Linked DNA regions of Mus musculus: region 1 is linked to region 2. The links are chromatin contacts, called in public HiChIP or PLAC-seq maps. All regions are on one chromosome and are shown on one strand. The core of a region is the stretch at or near the end of the contact, and the rest is flanking DNA. Distances in the headings are between cores, read along the strand shown.

The links. HiChIP or PLAC-seq counts read pairs in DNA pulled down with a chosen protein or histone mark.
Region 1: an H3K27ac HiChIP or PLAC-seq map of microglia shows a contact between it and region 2, with 8 times the contacts expected there. The contact joins the promoter of Olfr95 here to the promoter of Trim15 in region 2. A contact is called at or near these places in 8 of 39 promoter capture datasets (the SN4741 cell line, cancer-associated fibroblasts, embryonic stem cells and 5 more), 5 of 15 datasets of contacts at CTCF or cohesin (the NIH/3T3 cell line, large pre-B cells, pro-B cells and 1 more), 1 of 484 Hi-C or Micro-C datasets (embryonic stem cells), 10 of 115 datasets of contacts at active chromatin or transcription factors (acute myeloid leukemia, embryonic basal ganglia, embryonic hindbrain and 4 more) and 3 of 9 other capture datasets (adipose tissue, embryonic stem cells and liver).

What each region holds. Positions count from the first base shown.
Region 1 is chr17:37,207,027-37,214,975 of GRCm38.p6, forward strand. It overlaps Olfr95 (olfactory receptor 95), which reads right to left and starts at 4,825. Exons shown (of 1, transcript NM_146513.1): 1 at 3,887-4,825. The coding sequence starts at 4,825. The coding sequence ends at 3,887.
Region 2 is chr17:36,862,731-36,870,310 of GRCm38.p6, forward strand. Trim15 (tripartite motif-containing 15) reads right to left here and starts at 4,457. Exons shown (of 7, transcript NM_001024134.2): 1 at 4,006-4,457; 2 at 3,575-3,670; 3 at 2,231-2,461; 4 at 1,519-1,541; 5 at 53-168. The coding sequence starts at 4,371. Trim10 (tripartite motif-containing 10) reads left to right here and starts at 6,844. Exons shown (of 7, transcript NM_011280.2): 1 at 6,844-7,577. The coding sequence starts at 7,149.

The DNA.
Region 1 (7,949 bases), core at 3,575-6,074, 340 kb after region 2:
CTGGGCTGGAGAGATGGCTTAGTGGTTAAGAGCACTGATTGCTCTTCTGAAAGTCTTGAGTGCAAATCCCAGCAACCACATGGTGGCTCACAACCACTTTAATGAGATTGGATATCCTCTTTTGGAGTGTCTGAAAACAGCTACAGTGTACTTACATATAATAAATAGATAAACCGTTAAACAAAACAAAACAAAAAACATGGATGGATCTGTAAGCAATCATGTTGTTTTAAAGTAGTCAGACAAAAAAGTCCATTCATATAAATCTCCCGAAAAGGCAAACTGATCTGTAGTGATAGGATGTAGGTGAAAAGTTGTTAGCAACTATGGGTTGCAGGGAGGGATGGAAGGAAGATACTGCAGTGGGGGGTGAGGAAAACTTTGGGGGATATGTATGTATGTTTAATGGTTGTGCCAATAGTTTCATGGTATCTACATAAGTCAACACTTATCAGATTATTTTTTTTAATGGCTCTGCTTTTACAGGAAAACAGAGTGCAGTTAGTTCTTCTTCTTCTTCTTCTTCTTCTTCTTCTTCTTCTTCTTCTTCTTCTTCTTCTTCTTCTTCTTCTTCTTCCTCCTCCTCCTCCTCCTCCTCCCCCTCCCCCTCCCCCTCCCCCCTCCCCCTCCCCCTCCCCCCCTCCCCCTCCCCCTCCCCCTCCCCCCTCCTCCTCCTCAGATTTATTTATTTCATTTATATGAGTACACCGTAGCTCTCTTCAGACACACCAGAAGAGGGCATCAGATCCCATTTCAGATAGTTGTGAGCCACCATGTGGTTGCTGGGAATTGAACTCAGGACCTCTGGAAGTGCAAGCAACCAGTGCTCTTAACCACTGAGCCATCTTTCCAGCCCTTTAAAAAATTACTATTATTTATTTTATTTTATGTATATGAGTACACTGAAGCTGTACAAATGATTATGAGCCTTCATGTAGTTGTTGGGAATTGAATTTAGGACCTCTGCTTGTTCTAGTCAACCCTACTTGCTCATGTCGGTCCTGCTTGCTCCAGCCCAAAGATTTATTTATTATTATAAATAAGTACACTGTTGCTGTCTTCTGACACACCAGAAGAGGGTGTCAGATCTCATTACTGGTGGCTGTGAGCCACCATGTGGTTGTTGGGATTTGAACTCAGGACCTTTGGAAGAGCAGTCAGTGCTCTTACCCACTGAGCCATCTCGCCAGTCCTCCAGACTATTTAAATATATACATTTAATTATAGGTTAATGATGCCTCCATAAATGATTTAAAAAGTATTGTTAGTAGGGTGTGGTGGCTTTGCCTTTAATCTCAGAACTCAGAAATTGCTAGTGCAAGACCAACCTTAGTTATACAGCAAGACCCTGTCTCAAAAAAGAAGACATTTCCGATAAGACCAGAAGAGTACTACTGTGCCTATCATGGAGATGAGGGGTAAGTTTTGCTGTGAGTTTCATAAAGCTCATGTCCAAGGGAAACCAATGGCAAAATGCCAAAGCACCAGTTAGCTAGAGAGGCCTCTGAAGGACGTGTAGATGGAGGGGACCAGGAGGTGGATATGTTGCATTTTCAATGTTCAGTTCTGCTGTCAGGCTTCACTCTGGCTATAAGAATTCCAATGATCAGAGGAGGAGCATGCTGCAAATCCTTCAGGTAGCTCCTCTGTGATGTCCTTCCTCTCTGTAGATGTTCTACTGCTATGAGATACCCAGGGTACTGAGGCTTTAATCACTGGTAAGATGGGGGAGGTCATGTCATCTTCCTGGGTGCTGGTAGAGTAACCACCCATGTGTAATTCTTTTCTTTAGTTTTGGGAATTGAGGCCAGGGCCTTGGGCTTACTAGGGGAGTACTTTACCACTGAGCCAACACCCCTATCCCACTGTAAAGGTTCGAGATTCATATTTCCCAGATTCACAGTGTTTAATGACACTTTCTTGGGTATTAGCATTTTCTCTCCAGACAAAGACGGCACAAAATCGCCATCCCGTGTTGACTCAGGTTTCACAGTGTCAAGCAGAGCAACAAGCGCACAGAAGATGGCGAATGGGTGTCAGGAATGATAAAAATCATGTGGATTTTATTTTACACTTTTCTTCTTTTAAAACTAAATTTCTTTGACAGTCTTATTCCTGTGTATAATACAGCCTGTTTACTCTCCCGCTCATCATGCCTTATGCATTTTAATTATTAGGAATCATTGGTGTCCTCTTGATCCCCGGGGAGACTCTTATTTCTTTGGACAGGGTTTTATTCTGTAGCCCTGACTGGCCTGGAACTTGCAGTAGTCCTCCTGCCTCAGCCTCCAAAGCATTGGGTTGTGGATTGCACCACCAGAACTTTTCATTATTAACTGTCTCCCGCGGGCTCTTGTATTTCAGGGCCATTATATTCCTCTTCAGTGTCCTGGATGCTCTTGGTTTGTTTCACTGATGCAGGGGGCGGCGGGGGGGGGGGGGCATTTTCCTGCAGTCTTGTGTGATATCTTTCTCTACCTTCCTCTGAGTTTTCTAAGTACCAACCTCATCGACATAAAAATACCCTTATTCCCCCAGCAAAGGCACACACTGTGAGATGGACACTGCTTTCTGTACAAATCTGTCTGACTTACTATTAAAAATATTTGTAGAGATACCCATGTAGCATGGGTTTTCACAAGCTCTCAGAGTAATTGACTTCTTTGTAATTTAAGTTCTATGGATAAAGATTTAAAGTGCAGACAATTTCATTTGTTTATGATCACACAGCTGATTAGTTGAAAAAAAAAATTAGGATTTGAATTCAAGCCAGGTGTGGTGGCATACATCTATAATCTCAACACTTGGGAGGCAGAGGTGGGGAATCAGGAGTTTAAGGCCAGGTTAGTTTACATAATGAGTTTGACACCTGCCAGAGCTCTAGCAGACTCCGTCAAAAACTAACCAACCAACCAACCAACCAACCAACCAACCAACCAACCAACAACCAACCAACCAACCAACCAACACAAAAACAAATAAACATGTAAATGAGCTAAATACCTAATAAAAAATGGAAAAAAAGGTTTATAAGCCCAATAAAAAAAACAAATAAACAAAACAAACCAACCAACCAACCAACTCCCCCAACCCACCCCAAAACAACAAAACAGTGAAAAACAAAACGAAAACAACAACAACAACAAAAAAGAACCACAAGAAAACCAACAAAAAACCCCAAATAAAATACTTGAATTTAAGTGCATCAATATTAATCCTTTCAAACTCTATGCTGTATTAGCGTTAATAAGATCTGACTTCCATGATTCTTTCTGATTGCCTTTCACTTTTTAAGAGATTTGTTTTTACTAGGGACAGATTACCCTCCTCCTCCTCCTCCTCCTCCTCCTCCTCCTCCTACTCCTCCTCCTCCTCCCCTTCCTCCCCTTCCTCCTCTTCCTCCTCTTCCTCCTCTTCCTCCTCCTCTTCCTCTTCCTCCTCCTCTTCCTCCTCCTCCTCCTCCTCTATGGATCTACTTATGTGTGCTAGCTATATATAACTGTATACTAATACTGAATTAGTATACAGTCTGGAAGTAACCCTATGTCTCAATGCCAGATAACGTTCAGGACTATTGCTCTGTATATAGGTGAAAATTTTATCACCTCCATAGTCGTGTGTGTGTGTGTGTGTGTGTGTGTGTGTGTGTGATTTTCTCCTAGCCTTTGCCTCTGGACTTCTGGAATTTAAGGCATGCACTGCCACCACCTCTGGGCCAATTTACTTTGGCAAAATCAACCCTTTGTAACAGAAGACAGAATAGATGAGTGAATGTTGAGGGAGTCAATAGCTCTTTAAGGTAAGTCTGTGTTCCAGGTCTTCTCTCCTTTGATCCTTGGTAATGTGGAACACGGAATTCTGTTCAAGAGTCACCTCCCACCCTTTGTCAAATCTCGGAGGGCCCCATTTTCTGGATGCTTCTTTTTAGGGCGGCCTTGACGTCTGCATTCCTCAGGCTGTAGATGACAGGATTGAGGATGGGGGTGATCACAGCATAGAAGAGGGACAGCAGGGGGTCCGTGGTTGGGTCATAGCTGGCCTTAGGGCGGATATAGATAAAGATGGCAGTACCATAGAAGAGAGACACCACTACCAGGTGGGAGGAACAGGTGGAGAAGGCTTTGCGGCGACCAGCAGCGGATGGGATGCGGAAAATGGTGACCAGGATCCGTCCGTAGGAGCTAAGAATGAGGCCAAAGGGGCACAAGATGATAAGGGCGGCAGCCAGGATAATCTGCAGCTCGTTGAGCGAGGTGTCTCCACACACCAACTGCAGCACCGGCTGGATCTCACAGAAGAAGTGAGGGACAGCGTTGGGGCCACAGAAGGGCAAGGAGAAGATGAAGGAGGTGTGGCCCAGCCCCACTAGAGCCCCGCAAGACCACGCGGCGCCCGCGAGCTGCACACAAACCCTGCGGCTGAGCAGCACCTGGTAGCGCAGGGGCTCGCAGATCGCAGCATAGCGGTCATAGGCCATGGCAGCCAGCAGGCAGCACTCGGTGGCACCAAAGAAAAGGAAAAAGAACATTTGCAGAGCGCAGCCAGAGCGCGAGATGTGGCGCCGGCCAGTGAGCAGATGGTGCAGCAGCAAGGGGACTGTGACCGACGTGTAGCAGATCTCCAGGGCTGAGAGGATGCGGAGGAAGAAGTACATGGGAGACTGCAACGCTGCATCTGTGGAGACTAGCGCCACGATGAGGAGATTGCCTGCCACAGTGAGCAGGTAGACGGTCAAGAACAGGGAGAAGAGGATGCCCTGCAGGTGGACCAGACGTGAGAAGCCCACCAGCACGAACTCAGTAACCAGAGAGGAGTTGGTGCCCATCTTGCTTCAGCCTTTGGTCAAGAGAGAGGGGTGGAGAAGAGCCACCACTGTGTCTGCCTGGGTACTCCTTTTTTCTTAGGCTATCAAGGCTTAGAACTGAGATGTCCAGGCACAAGCCCATGTTATACCCAGGTCATCCTAGGAACCCTGGATGGATATTTGTTTCTGGTCTTTTTGTACTATCCTCATTCTCAGAAGTACACACTGAATTCAGACTCTTCTTCTCTGGCTTAGTCTCTCTCTCTCTCTCTCTCTCTCTCTCTCTCTCTCTCTCTCTCTCTCTCTCTCTCTCCCTTAGGTTTCAATTATATTCCAGGAAGGCCCAGCATTCACTATATTCCACACTGGTCTGCAATTCACCTCGATCCTCTTGCCTCAGCTTCCAGAGCACTGGAATTACCATAAGTCACCACTATATCCAGCTTTTTCATGCTTCACCATTTCCTGTCTTGGCTGGGGTGGACATTTCCTTCCCCAATGAATGGACATTTGATTCACACTCAGAGCAGGAAAAAAAAATCCTATTCCAAATCAGGGCATTTTCTGTCCTGTTCTTTCTCTAAACTCGTTATCTTTTTATTCTCCAATATTTCTTTCTTCCTCTCAGTGATTCTCTTCTTTGATCCATTCTTTCCCATCTTCCAGAAGCGTCTTTTTATTTGCTATTATCTTACCTCAAATAGAGCTCACAGTTTGGCAGGGAAGACTCAAAATAATCAGCTCTTTCAGGCAGCTGCAGGAAATAAAGCTATTAGCTGGTTATATGAGTGAAGAGCTCTGTAATAAAAATGCAGTGGAATACAAGGCCTCCTTCAGTTGCTCATCTCCTCATCTTGGTGCTTCTCAGACTCATCCTTTTATATCATGATACATACAGAATGCCCAGACCCTGTACACAAGACAAGAGATGCAAACACTAACATGTTGCACTTCTAAATCTAAGCAAAGAAGAGTAAATTAATAATCTCAGAAGCCAGGTTCATTCAAGGTCACAAATGTACCATATATTATGTACATACACAAACATCATTACAAATAACATGAAAGTCACTATATACAATAAAATATACACAACTAAAAAGATAAACTTTAGCAGATACATAAATTCAAATGGTGTGCAAAATTATAAATGCTCACATTAGAATCATGAGCCCACCCACACACTAGGTCTGCTGCAGGTCAGTCCCTGCTTTATTTTATCCGGGATCTCCCTGTGTTTTCCTGTACATCTTCTGTATAATGTTTTCCTACTTGGAAAAATAGCCATTGATAAAAGCAGGTGGTGCCTGGTAACTGCCTTAATTTTTCACCCTCTGCAACATGGGTCCCTCAGCAGGAGGATTTTCCTTATGTCTCTGAGGACCTGAGTCTCCCAGTACAATCTGCTTTACAATTGGGAGAGCCTCACACAACTAATTAATGTTATTTTGGAGTCTGTTCCTTAGGTGGCAGGGATCTCAGGACGGCCTGGGAGAACCTTCTGCAGACAATTTCAAGGGTTATGGGTTTCTCTCTTAGCTCTCATATATGCTCCTTGGTCAGCCGTTTTTATTTTTCCCCTCATTATTTTCTTCTTTCCATCATTGTAGATGTCACTACATCTACAAAGCCAGTAATTCTACTTATTATTAATACATTATTCATTGATATTGTTCAATAATGATTTTATAGTGTATGAGTGTACGTGTGTTTATGTGTTCATGTGTCTACACATAGAGGTCAGAAGTTGATTTTTTTTTTGTCTACGGTGTTTTACTTTATTTTATTTTCATTTATTTATTGAGACAGGATCTCATTGAGGCTCTAGTTAGCCTAGAGCTCATTATGTAGACCAGGCTACCCTTAACTCTTTTAAAACAGTTCACCACCACTATCCCACTGACCAAGCCAAGGACAGGGAACCTCTTTGCCAGTGTTTGCTGCCCTGATTACAAACCTCCCCTTAAACTATACTTTTGCAGAATACTAGATTCCTCCAGCCATCTTTCTCTTCCTTTCTTTTCTCTCTTACTCCATTTATCTCTTTTATCCCTAACTCCTTCCTTTCTCATTCTGTCTCAAGTGGCCCAGGCTGCCTCCAAATTCTTTATATATCTGAGCACGACCCTGAATTCTTCCCTGGTCAAAACCTCCACCTTGCAAAATGTTGGGAATACAGGCATTCACCATCATGCTGGGCTTCAGCAATTTTACTTTACAATGTGATAAATATTGACAGATATAGCCTACATAAAATTCTGCTTTTAGAGTGCCTTAACTCATAAGAGTTGTAGAAGGCTTCCCTAATTTGAGAGAAGAATGTGCTGGGAGAATCAGGCCCTGAGAGACTAAAAGGAAACCCTCCTGCTGAGGGAGCCATGTTGCAGAAGGGAGAACCTGCCTTGATCAATGGCTGTTTTCCCAAGCAGAAAAGGACTACACAGGTGATGTCCAGTAAGGAGTTTGTACCACTGTCTCAGAAGACAGTTTTGAATGTCATAATCACAAAAGTTTAAATCTCTAAAATGTAATTCTGAAAGTATTTTAAAAATTACTTTAAAATCATTTATTTACATTTTCAAAGGAGTATCTATTTAAGGAACATAAAACATTGGAAAACAGATTACTTTATCTCACAAGTTAGGCAAAACATACAATTTTTTTGCATGGATAGCACTCAGCTCAAGTACGTTCACGAAGCTCACATAGGTATAACACTTACGAATGTATATTGTTACAGACATTAGTCAATAAGCAAAGTCTGTAAACATAGCGATATGGCTGGCAGTTGTGTGCACAGAGCTTGATATCTGTAGTTACTTGAAATATAATGATGTTTACGACTTTCAGGGATGTTAGCTTTAGAGATTTGACCTTTTAGGATTTTGGTGTTAGAGCTTTTGCTGTTCATGACTTTCTGAGTTACAATCTGTACTGACTGTGAGATAGCACCACACACATAAAGCCTGGAGCCTTCCTGTTGACCCTTTACTGCAAAGCATATGGAAGATACAGTGCAGAGTTATCATCATGCTAGTGTTGGAGATGCGGGCTCAATTCTCAGATGCCGAAGGATACAGGAAGGTCCTGTTGAGGACACACTTTCTAGAGCTTAAGATAAACAACTATCTACCTTGCTAGCATT
Region 2 (7,580 bases), core at 3,207-5,706:
GATGGAGACAGGTGGAAGGTAGAACACCTAATGGGATCCTGAACCCCTTTACCTGAAAATGTCCTCATCATCTTTGGGAGGCTAAGTATTTTCCTGTGGAGGTTTCGGATCTTCTTGACAAGATCAGAGGAAATGGCCTCTGGGCTCACAAAAGTCTTCAGCTCGTACCTGCAGACAAGTTGGAAGTCAAATTCCAAAAATAAAATACTTCATTTTATCTATGTGCATATATATGTGTGTGTGTTTGAGTGTATGGCTTCCGTAAGAGGTCAGAGGAGCGTTTCAGATGCCTTAGAGCTGAAGTTAAAGTTTGTTGTGGGCTGCTTCATCTGGGAGCTAGGAATCCCAACTGCAGTCTTCTGGGAAAGCTGCAATCAGTTTTTAATCATGTTTAGCCATCCCTCCAGCCTTCAAAAGTAATACTTGGGAGACACAGGGAAAAGATGGACTGAAAGATGATCTTAGTGTCTGCTATAAAAATTAGATTCAGTATAATTGGGATTTACCATCTGTAAGTAAGAATGGTTTCCAAAATGATGGACTTTTCATTAGATGCAGGAGGAGCTAATTTTAACTTTCTCCTGAGCACTGGAGCTTGAGTCTGTTCTAGCAGAAAGGGGCAGAGGCTATCAGCCCTCTCCACCTCTAGAGAGAAGTGGAGAAACCGCCCTGCTTCTTTCTATCTGTGTGCTGGTTTGTACAATGGGAAAATTGCTGGGAAGAGGGAGATTCGGGTCCCTTTGCGGTCCTCATTACTCTGGCTGTGTGGCTTTGCATAGGCCCTTCTCTCTCAGATGCTCTATCACACAATTCCCACCACATGCTTCTTGACTTTAATCCAAACGCTCGTTGAGAAGCATGTTTGGAGACACTTTTAAATGGCTTTAGAATTTTCAGACACTAAAATATATTTCATGGATTAAAGATACTTCTGGGAACTGGTCATGTCAGACACCACAATTCAGTATCCAGTATCTACATGGTGGCTCACAACCATCTGTAATTCCAGTTCCAGGGCATCTCCCTGCCTCCTCTGTTTTCCTCTGGCACCAGCCATACATACGATGCATAAACAAAACACCCATACACATAAAATACAAATAATTTTTTAAAAATTCCTGGAGCATTCTAAACCCATGACTGTTATATGTAACTTTGCTTTGAGGGTCAAAAGCACATCTCAAAAAACCAACGGAATTGGTGTTGGTCAACCAAAACCAGTAAATTTATTTTTATTAGTTATTTAGTTGTTTATTTTGAAGTAGGCTCTCACTCTGTAGCCCAGACTTGCCTCGAACATATAGTGAACTCTCTGCCTTAGTTTCCCAAGTGGTGGGACTAAAGGCATGAGCCACAATGTCCAGTTTCAACTCATCATTTTACTGAGTTCGAGTTGATAGTAAGAGAGGGAGTGACCTGGGTATCCATCAGTGTTTTCTGGAACCATCCACAAGGGTCCAGATGGATGGCTGTGTCATAAGATGCACATAAAGGAGGCAGAACTGGGGAGGGCCTTACCTGCTCTGATTGAGTCTGGCATCCTACAAAAGAAACACAAAAACATGTACTTACTTTCCACATGGCCTTCCCCATCAGGGACTCTAAATCTTTCTGTCTTAATATCAGCTAAAAACTCCTACCCAGAGTGCTGGAGCCTCTTAATTACTTAGTGTGCATTTCACTGCTCTCTTCTTTTTTCCTGACTAAAGTAGGTAGGACTCTGCAGCCAGCCAGTTCCTTTGCTCTGGTTGTTCTGCCCACCATGCCCCCCCCCCACACAAGTGATTAAGAAATGATAGAGAGCAGAGACCAGTCTGAGTTCCAAGTTGGCACCGATGTGGGGCAGGATTGTGGTAACCACACAAGGATATTGATGGTGCTCTTCCTGTGTATTGGGGACCATGCTCAGCACCACACATGGGTTATTCCTTACATGGCTTACCACTCCCTGAAACAATCATCCCATGCTTAGAGAAACTAAGAGAGTCACCCAAGTGACAAAGTGGGAGGGGCTGACAACACCAAACTCAAGATGGTCTGATGATGGCCATCTTTGCATAATCCTCGTGCATGCCTTGGGAAGTTCTCTAGTTTTTTGAGCCATAAAAAGCAGACCCCCCTCCCCCCACACACACCTTCTCAATCGAGGTAATCCCCATCACCTTCCAGCACCTGCTTCCTGTAAACCCTCTGCTGTCGCACTAGGTGGTAGGGTTGTGGAGTCTCTTACTTGCAGAAGCTCACTTGCTGGTTGCTGACACTTCTCCTCTAGCTCCTCCACCTGGGTACTCAGCCGGTCGACCTCCTGGGAGACTTTGCTGATGTACTCTTCCCTCTCCTTGCAGATCTGCCGTTCTAGTTCCTCCAGCCTGTTCAGCAGGAGGCATCTCTGGTCCACAAGCTCCCGCTTCAGCCTTTCAAAAGCAGCTTCTACCTGATGCTTTTTGCTTTCAACCTGCATCTGTGAGGATATGGGGGAGGCTCAGAACTGGCTCCCATAAGGATCATCTGTGTACTTATTAAGAGACAGGAGTAAGCCATTACAGGACTCATTTCTTTAAATAATACAATGGTAGAAAGAGATAGATCCCAAGATACACTTGCAGATGATGAGCTCTGAGCTGTTGTCTTAGCCAGAGATTGTAACAATATCATATGGAACTCTTTAGAGTCACACTTAACTTAAAAAAAAATCCTTTCATAGCTATAATATTCTACTGTTTTAGTTTTCTTCTCTGTGCTATGATAGAACGTTGGCAAAAACCAAGTTGAGGAGGAAAGGATTTATTTCATTTTCTACTTTCACATCTCAGTGCATCACTGAGAGAACCCAGAGCAGGAACTCAAACAGGAGCCCAGAGGCAGAGGCTGTGAAGAAACAGCAGGTTCTCCGTGGCATGCTCAGCCTGCTTGCTTAGATTGTTAGGACCACGGACCCAGTGTAGGCTGGATGCTCCCAAATCAATAATCACGATGTCTCACAGACTTACCACATACAGCCAATCTGAAAGAAATGTTTTTCTCGGCTGATTTTTTGTTTTCAATTCCTCATTTAGGAAGGGTTCCCTCTTCCCAGATGACCCTTGCTTGAGTCAATTTGGCAAACAAACAAAAACAACAACAAAACTAACCACACAAAACTAACTACTATGTCTTCTTTAGACTCATGAATAACTGTTGTAATTTATTTTTTTTCTTGAGATACATGTCCATGTCTTATGCATTCTAGGCTGGCCTCAAACTCAATTCACAATGAAGTCAAAGATGACATTGAGCTTTTGACGCTCTTAACTCCATCACCCAAGTGCTGCAATTATAGAACACTCCTATTCAGTGCTGAGTATTGAATATAGGGCTCCATGTATTCTACGCAACCACTGTTCATACTGAGCTAGCTACCCAACATGTTAGGATGGTGGCACATGCCTGTAATTCCAGCACCTGTGGGGGCAGAGAAAATAGGATCCGCTAAGTAGTGACTTTGAGGCCAGTTTGAGCTACATGAGACTCTGTACCTAAACAAACAAACTGGAACAAAGGAACAGACAGCCATAGGTGTGTGTGTGATCTTTACCAGAACCTCCTGGAGCTTCTGGTCTTCTTGACATTTCCTATCTTCTATCTTGTCCCTCTCCATTCTTAGAGCTTCTAACCGACTCCTGAGACGATCCTGTCAGAAAAAAGAAAGCAGAGGGTCGGTGAATAATCCCACTGGCAAATACCGTGTGCTATGTTGTGGACACACCACCGAGGCTGAGAGATTCAAACTGACAAGAGTCCTAATCCTTGACCTTCATTGTATCACCATTTAGGGCAAGAATTGGGTTGGGTGGCACTATGGAGATAGAAAGTGTGTGGTAAGTAAGGTGTATGTGCCCGCAGGGAAACCAGGAGCAAAGAGGAGGACTGAGAGGATTTTAGACAGTAAATCTCTATCCCTTTTCCTTCACTCACCCACATCAGGTCACCATCCTGCCCCCACGAAGCAGCGCCTCAGCTCCTTACCCTGTAGGGTTGGATGGCTTCATCCAGGAACCCCACAGTGTGTGCCTGGTGGGCGGGGCCCTCCCTGCAGAACACGCAGAGCAGCTCCGCGTCTGTCTTACAGAAGAAATAGATCTTCTCTCCGTGCTCTTCACAGTAGGTCTCGCTCAGGGGACCTAGGGACACCGGGGCCACTGCGGCCTGGATTTTCTCCTCTTCTGCCCCCTGACAGAGAGGGCACAGCAGCTGGGCTCCCATTGGGGTGCGCGGGAGGCAGAGTAGGCAGACAGTGTGTCCGCAGGCTGTGGTCACCGCATCCTGCAAGGGTCGGGTGCAGACAGGACAGGCTACTTGGTGAAGTCCCCGCAGGGACCGGGTTGAGGGCATCACCGTGCCTTCCCCTGCCTGTCCACAGTCTTCTGACTCGGTCCACTCCAATTTCCTTTCCCTGAAACTGAGTCACTTTTAAGTGCGTCACTGTCACAGAAGCAAAGGAATCGGAGGCTGAAAGAAAGGCAGGAATGTCAGCTCAGCGAGGTCACCTGGCTGCCACGCCCAGAACCCAGCAGCTAAGCAGGTCCAAACTCCAGGGCGTCTTGACTACCCAGCGTTTCCCAGGGGCAGGCAGGTGACCTAGCTCTCCACTCCTGTCGCCTTCGGTCCCTTGGGTGGGGAGCAGCGTATTGCATCATGAGGTCACTTGGAAATGGGGTTTCCTGGAATCTCTTGGCTACAGAGAGGTGAGGCCATTGGGGAGGAGCCGCTTCCTGTCACGCTGGGCAGGTGAGAGCCATAGTTCAGGCTAGGAGGCTGGCAGTGGCATCAGAGTCCAGCCTGTGATGTTGAGACTGACCTCGAATTTCGAGCCCAAATGCACGTTCCCCTCGTCTGGCAATATGCACTCACCACCACCTCCACCACCACCACCACCACCCCAAGAAATTACTCCAGAACAACCAATTTAATAACAACTCATTGGGACAAGTGTGGAGAAAGAGATACAAATTGAAAGGCAAAGAGGATTTCTAAGGATCAGAGAGTTTGACAGCCACAAGACAGAAGGCATTGGGGTATTTGGATTCCAGCTCTTCCCAAAACTGGGTCAGAGATCAAGCCGCCAGGGTCCCTGGGCATTCTCCTGCCCTGTGGACAAGCTGCCAGGATCCCTAGGCATTCACCTGCCCTGTGGACAAAGCCAGACCCTCGTGCTCACCAGGTCTTTTTATCCCACCTATTTTCATGTTTCACACACCCCTTCTTCCTGCCCTACCTTCCCACTTGACAATGCATCCTTAGAACAGCTGTCTAATTATATGTGGTCGGCCCTGGCTGAGATGTGCTGTTTGTATAAACGATTTCACATCACTACAGAGACATGTGATATATCGCTAGTATTTCATGTTGACTCTATGCTCAAAAATATTTTTGGAAACATTGGACTAACTTAAATATACTACTAATATTTACTTTTTGTCTTATAATATTTTTCTCACCCTTATTATGAGAAACATTCAAATTTATTGATAGTGTGGAGAAATAGTGGCATGAATGCCTTTGTGCATTTTTGAATTTTGTAAGTATTGGGCCATCTGCTCTCTCTTCCATAAATACAACATATATCTCCTCAGAGTGAGGAATTCATCCACACAACCACGGTGTCATTAAAAAATTTAACATGGGCCGGTGTGATGCCGCATCAGGTAAAAGCAACTGCTGCCAAGCCAAAGACCTGAGTTCTAGCCCTGGGACCAACATGGTTGAAGGCAAGAACTCACTCCACAAAGTTGTCCTTTGATTTCTACATTTATGCCAGAATACGAGCGCGCAAGCGCGCGCACACACACACACACACCTACACATGCACACATGCACACACATATATACACATGCACACACACCTACACATGCACACACATACACACATATACACAGTAATAATAAAAACTATATAATTTAAAGAACTTTAGCAATCTATTAGTGAGTTTACTGTCAGTATTCAAAATACCCGGTTTCCCAATAATGTCCCTTTATATATAATTCTGTTCCATTGGGGCCCAGCTCATATTGGCAACCAGAAACATTTACATTGCATATATGTGACTTTCACTGATTGTTTTTTTCCTCAAGACACATTTCACGTAGCTCAGACTGGCCTCTGAGCTGCTATACAAGCAGAGGCTGGTCTTGAGGACTCCTGATTCTCCCATCTCTGGATAACAGGTGCTGAGATCACAGGCATGTGCCACCATGTCTGTTTGTCCTTTGGGTTTCTGGTAGACTGAATCTCCTGGAAGACACATAGCTTTGACTTGCAGATAGATCACAGTCACCTGCACTCTGTTGGTTCCCCTTGGATGAGTGGAGGGAACCTGGAGGAGCTTGCAAAATGGAGGTCCAAACAGCAGGATGTGATAGAGCCAAGGTGGAATTAAAAAAAAAAAAAAAAAACTGTTTAAAGTGCTTCCGTCTATCAGTGGGAGATATGTAGTCATGGTAATAAATAAATAAATAAATAAATAAATAAATAAATAATGCTGGCTCTATTTTTCCTCCCTCATACGTTTTTTGTTGTTGTTGTTGTTGTTGTTGTTTTTGTTTTTTTTTTCCCTTCTCTCGGCCCTCTTTTAAAGCCTGTTATAGGACCATGGAGGCATCACCACAGTTCCTTGTGCTGTGCACACCCCAGCTCAAGAGCCTTATCTGAGTCCCCACACTCCCCTGGCCACTAGCCTTGTACTGGCTGATACCTCCAATCTCCCTGGAGACAGGTGGCTATGTTTAAGAGCTGGGGTGGCAGTAGCTGTGAGTCAAGCTCCTCCCTGCCCCTGAAGAAAAGATCTCTTTCAACAGTGGTCTGCTGAGAGACTGTGAGCAGCTTCGGGTGGACAGAAAGTTGCAGTGAGCTCCAGGCCATGGGAACTGGTCCAGAGAGTTAACTTATGGTGCTTTGAGCCCCTGGGCCTTCCTCCTCTATTTCTTCACCTATGCTGTTGGCAGGAGTGTGTCTGCTCCTGGGAGAGCAGGACAAGGGGCTCTGGTGCCAGAGATGTAACTGGGTCCCTTGTCCCAGTGTGGGTGACTATGTTGGTGTTCAGGCCTGATGTGGGTGTGGAGGGTGAGCAGAGACGGTGACTTCCAGCGTCAGAAGGCCTGGTAGGATTGACATGGCCTCAGCTCCTTCTGTGACTAGCCTGGCAGATGAGGTCAACTGCCCCATCTGCCAAGGCACCCTGAGGGAGCCAGTCACCATTGACTGTGGCCACAACTTCTGTCGTGGCTGCCTCACTCGCTACTGCGAGATCCCAGGTCCAGAATCAGAGGAGTCCCTCAGCTGCCCGCTCTGCAAAGAGCCCTTCCGCCCAGGGAGCTTCCGGCCCAACTGGCAGCTGGCCAATGTGGTGGAGAACATCGAGCGCCTTCAGCTGGCGTCCACGCGAGGCCTGGAGGTGGAGGATGCCTGTCCGGAACACGGGGAGAAAATCTACTTCTTTTGCGAGGAGGATGAGGCACAGTTGTGTGTGGTATGCCGCGAAACCGGACAGCATGGGGCTCACACTGTGCGCTTCCTGGAGGACGCAGCAGGTCCCTACAGGGTA